Linked DNA regions of Rattus norvegicus: region 1 is linked to region 2. The links are chromatin contacts, called in public Hi-C maps. All regions are on one chromosome and are shown on one strand. Each heading gives the region's core, a stretch centred on a gene start, on an enhancer-like site or on the middle of the called end of the contact. The rest is flanking DNA. Distances are from core to core; before and after follow the strand shown. Region 1 overlaps LOC120097752 (a long non-coding RNA gene). Region 2 has its middle 780 kb from the start of Inhba.

Evidence for each region. Hi-C and Micro-C count contacts between places; a contact is called where the count stands out from the background.
Region 1: a Hi-C map of the A7r5 cell line shows a contact between it and region 2, with 3 times the contacts expected there. The contact joins two enhancer-like sites. A contact is called at or near these places in 2 of 12 Hi-C or Micro-C datasets (the A7r5 cell line and kidney).

The regions. Positions count from the first base shown.
Region 1 is chr17:53,486,917-53,489,616 of GRCr8, forward strand. All of the region lies in intron 1 of LOC120097752 (a long non-coding RNA gene), which reads right to left. Among named protein-coding and RNA genes, the nearest start is that of Inhba, 320 kb to the right of the region's middle. Within about 2 kb of position 1,260, at least 3 of the 93 cell types and tissues checked have an H3K27ac peak or open chromatin away from gene starts, as enhancers often do. A contact at or near this core is called in the A7r5 cell line, where this site is marked.
Region 2 is chr17:53,025,227-53,027,926 of GRCr8, forward strand. No RefSeq gene overlaps it. Among named protein-coding and RNA genes, the nearest start is that of Inhba, 780 kb to the right of the region's middle. Within about 2 kb of position 1,320, at least 10 of the 93 cell types and tissues checked have an H3K27ac peak or open chromatin away from gene starts, as enhancers often do. A contact at or near this core is called in the A7r5 cell line, where this site is marked.

The sequences.
Region 1 (2,700 bases), core at 10-2,509, 460 kb after region 2:
AACTTTCTTGTGAAACAGGATTTGGGCTGTGCTCCAGTATATGCAAGTATTTATTATTAGATCTCGTAATCATAATCACTGTAAACATTAATGCACTTTAACAATCTGGCAGCTGGTACCTTAAATCCCCAGCAATCTTAGTTAAATCCCAAAGAAAACTTTTAACAGTTGTTTGGGGGCATTGGGGATAGCATTTACAAGCAGGGGAAGACCAGTTTTCCAATTCTCAAACAGTTCTGATCGATGGCTCAGGAATTAACTACTATTTTGGATCCCTAGCCTTTGGACCATTGCATCATATGAAAACTCAAAGAAGATTTAATTGGAACACCTATAATCCAAATGCCTCTTGGCATCAGTTTTTGACGAATGGCCATAACCTAGATAAGAAGCAAGTGATTGCACTAGTTATGGCCTGTTTGATTTAGTGCAGGGTTGTCAAACTCAAAGGCCATTTGAGTTTCAGGGATTCATAACACTGGGTCTTATTCACACCTTTGCTCTTAGAGAGTCTGTATTTAGTGTAATGAAGTTATTATTGACAGAGAAGAAGAAGAGAGATTGAGAGAGGGAGAGGTTTTAAAAGAGGGATAGATTTAGAAATAAGGAAGAAAAGAAGGAGAAAGGGTAGGAAGAGTGAAGGAAAGGAGGGAGAAGAATGGAGAGGAGGGAAAGGAAATCTTTTCTTGAACTTTAACAAATTAGGATACTTAAAGAGAAATGATTTAGAAACCCATGGATTAAGGTGTCTTCGTCAGATGTGTAGATTCAAAAACTAGTGGGGACGTGTGCTTAATTTGCCTGGAAGAATCTATGCTTTATTTGCCTCATCAGTTTCCCTCAGACCTTTAAGCACAATGCATAGGAGGAGTATACTTCAAAGGCAGGCAGGGATATGCAGGAACCCCTTTTCTGCTCCCATAACCCCCAGAGATGCTCCATAGAACAATTAACCATCACCTGCACATGCCTTCCTTCATCTCTGAGTAGTAGGGTTCTCAGAGGCAAGGATTCTCAGAACTTTTACTCCTCTACTGTGTAATAAGCACCACTGGATCCCTAGCATGTAATGCAATACATTACGTCTATTACATATAGATCTACTATATATTAGAAGAACAAAAATTCTATTTTTGGATGACTGCCGATAGGGTTATGAAGAAGAACGTAAGCATACTTCCTCTTCTCCCATCCCCTTTCTCTCTGTCCTGTGCTCAAACTGCAGACATAACACACGCAGGCTGTAGGTGGCCAGAGCTGCTGACTCATCAGAGCCATACCACAGGCTTTCCAAACGTTCAGCTAACCACACTCAAATTGTATTCTGACAGTGAGTTTCACTATGTTATTGGTTGTCAACACTCTGAAACTGTATTTTCTTCCCCAAAGTTTAGATTTGGTAAAACATGGACCATGGTTTCCCAAAATCACCACCTCCCACAGTCTAAACAATGTATATTTTAGGGGAAATTTTATCCATGTGCCCTTCAGCTCATTCACAAAGGTTTTCTTTTAGTAGGGGCTGTTGTGAGGTTTTTTTATGTAATTTTTTTTTTACTTAAGTATCAAGTTGCATTTTCCCTGTGGTGTCCAGGGCAGGCAAGCTTTGTTCTGATATTAGGGAGCCCTATGTTACAGGCACCTGCTTCCCAGGTGAGGCATTGATATTTATCAGCCTGTGATATGACTCCCTTCTCTGGTGGTCTGAATGAAAATGATGGCCCCAGCACAGATTCATGTGCTTGAATACCCTATTAGCAGAAATGTTTGAGAAAGATTAGGGAATGTGTGGTCTTGTTGGAGGAGATGTGTCACTGGGAAAGCTTTGAGGTTTCCATACTGCCTTTCCCAGCTACGTATGTGGATCAGATGTACGTTTTCAGGTACTACTCCAGTGCTGAGCTCGTCTGCTGCTGTCATGCCCCTTGTAGTGTTCATGGATTGACGATCTGAAACTGTAACTTTCCCTCCAATAAACTCTTCAGAAGTTGCTTTGGTTATGAAGTTTTGTCAGAGCAAGTGGAAAGCAGCTAAGACATCCCCCTCCCTTCTTGCTGCAGATTAGTTTCAGCATTGGCACATGGTCTCCTGCTCAGGGTTGTAATGCACAGGATTCTAGCAATCTTCTCATCACTCTTAATCTGTAAACAGGTGTGACTGCACACTGTCTAGGAGAGTAGGGGCACTTGTTGAATCATCAGGAAACTTTGAAGATAATTCCATATTCTTTCGGGGTTTTGTTTTGCAATACTGAGAAAATATGAGACCTTTCGTATATGGATGTGTGCTCTTCTATTACTATTATTATTTTTTTAAAAATGTGTTCCCAGGCTGGCTTTCAATTCTCTTGATATTCAAACTGGCCTTGCATTTTTAATCCTCCTACTTCAGAATCCTTAAAAACTGAGATTGCAAGACTATGCTACCATGACAGCCCAATAAAATACTGGATTTCATAATTTTAAATAATTTATTTTTTATCTATGTTTATATGTCTGTGCACAATGTCACTCCAGAAAAGGGTACGAGATCTCCTTGTAGTGGAGTAGTGACCTTTCGTGTGGATCCTGGGAATTGAATCCTAGTCCTCTTGAAGAGCAGTCAGTGCTCTTAAATGATGAGCAACCTTTCCAGCATTTTGAACTTCTGATTTATTTTAACAGCTCTGCAAGCCAATTAATTGCCTGTAGAAATTTTGCC
Region 2 (2,700 bases), core at 70-2,569:
CATGAAAACTGAACAAAAGAGGAGGGGAGAGGCAGAGCATGTTAAATGTCTCATTAGGCCTTCTGTCTGATTCTCATTAGATTCGCTGACTGCTTCTCATTAGGCCCATTGCCTCGACTTCTTTCAGGCCCTGAATATGTAGGCCAGTGCTTATTGTCATGGTTGGTCGAGAAGATCTATTTCATTTCTTCATAAATTGAATGTGGCTTCTGAAAGGTCCCAGGCAGTTTCTTTTGGCAATGTTGAGGCAGGCTTATTGTTATTTGTTATTTTTCGAGTAATCCTAGACAGGGTGGGCAGAAGAAATAACTTAAAAGACCCAGCAGAAAACTTCAAACACTGCTTCAGAATTAGGGCACTGGGGAATCATTGTCACAGCCAAAAGGCCAGCCTCCTATGTGGACATTTGCAACAGGACATCATGAACAAAGTCACCAATACCACAGTGTTCAGAAAGTACACAACATGGGAAGAAGGAAAACATATGGAAAGAGGAGGGCCAGGACATTGCTAAGTTGCAAATCCCATTCTCCTGACCATTTCAGAGCATGCACAGTGTTGAAAAAAAGAAGCAAATAATAGCATTAATAAAGTGCTGTGTTATTTAATATGCCATAAAATAATTTATATATGCATTAGCATATTGTAAAGACATCACTTACATATCAGTATTCATCACAGAAGAACACGTGGATGCTGGAGAAATCTCCCCTGGGATAGCAGGTGGTTAACAGAACTTAGAATTGATGACATGCTGATAATGATATAGTGGACGTCACTTTGGAGTCTCATGGGAGAGACATGTGTCCAGTAATGCAGAAAAGAGTAAAGAGCCTTTCCCAGGAGTGTAAAAGAAATCAGCTGTTATGTGTTTTCTCTACTTTTGATTTCCTTCTTAATGCTGGCCTCCTACTTTGGGTGAACACGGTCTGTACCCAACCTTCACTCTGACAGCCATTTGATGCCCCAAATCAGAGATTGTTTTCTCTCAAGCTGTCTTCCCCCAGACCTGGAAGGCTGAAGGTAGAACTTTAATAACCCTTGGAAAGCAGGTGTTTTTCTTTCAACTAAGTGTCTGACGTGTGTTTAATATGGCTCTACACAAGAAAGTCAAACCGCTCAAAAGAATATCTTTGTAAAAATAGACATCAACACAAGGTTTGAACTTTTTTCTCTTCCATCCCTCCACCCAGAGGCAAGAGAAAAGATGTCTCCATATATGGCCTTCTCCTCTATCAGGAAGCAGGGCAAGTCCTCCCCAAGGAGGAAGGACCATGACTCACTAACAAGGCCAGGGTGGGGTCCCTGTCAGACACATTCCAGCTGCTGCATAAGCTGGAAAGGCATGGTCACTTCTTTGTGGCTTTTGTTCAAGTATGCAGTGTCCTACTCAGAAGATGGCACTGGAGTCATGTGTGTTGTGTGCCTTTGGAAGAATGTTTTTCCTAGCATACAACTATACGAACTCAGTCATGTCTTTCTGTGTGCTGCCTTTGTGCTGGGCTTGATATTCAGCCTTTAAAGGGACAGCATGGACAGGAGAGACTAGCACCTATTGTTAGGAAAGGGCATGGTTGTTCCAAAGATGTTTGTATAGACCCACCCCTACCCACCATACTGACTTCTAAGAAAGCTCCAGCATAATTTTTTTTGGAGGACTAGACCTTTGAACATGCCAGGATATTTGTACAGTAGATTGCAATGTTCATTCACAATATTCACAGACAAAACCTGTTTGCCTTTCAAGCGGTTCCATGAATGTACTATGTTTGTTAAGTGCTGGTAAGAGGACAGGCCTTTGTGCATTCATGTTTGAAAGAAGTGTGCTCATTGGTGCCTCTGAGCCATGGCTGTGAGGATGAAATAAAAATTTGGCTCCAAAGCCTTTAGCAGAAAACCCAGCTCAGAGGCAGACTAGAACAATAGGCTGAAAATGATCTTGGGCTTTCAAGTACTTTATCCTATCCAAACTTTCAGGGTAAGAACCTGATCTCCCAGAAAGTATTTCCTTTATTGCCAACCATAGAGAATCACTGAGAAACTAATTAAAGAATTAGAATCTCATTCCCTCTTCAGTTAGCTGACCCTCGGCCAGAGGCTAGATTCCAAACAAAGACAGTCTGAGCCAACAAGATATAGAATGAGACTCATCAGCGTACACAGGCTGTATGCTCTTGGTCTCCTCTTTCAAAGAGTTACCTAAGTGCAAACTACCTTTTTTTTGTACAATGGAGAACCATCAGAAATAATCGAGTTGGAAGTTCCGGAAAGTCACTCATTTATTGGACTCGACTTTCTACCCTTCCCTCGAATTCCAGGAGCCAGGTCAAGACAGTGAGTTCTCATGGAAAATTAAGTACATTCGCAAAGGTGCTTAGAGAAATATGCTTGTTTCAGGTTTCAGACTCTCAAGAGGATAGTAGTCATTGATTTCTAGCCTTAAAGCAATGATAAAGACTTCCAGATATGAATGGGCTTCTATGGAACCCAGCCAGTCTGCCTGAAAGACTCCCGCTATAAAATATTTGGTTTCTTCTGGACACCCACCCTCTTCTCCCTGTACTTCTCCCTCACTTTTTGAGGTCGCCTCACTTGGCAGCCACCCTGATGATAACACAGAATGGCATTTATTGGCTGGATAGTTTTCTTATTTAAGACTAACTACTTTAAGACTGTGAAATGATTTCTGAAAGTTACATG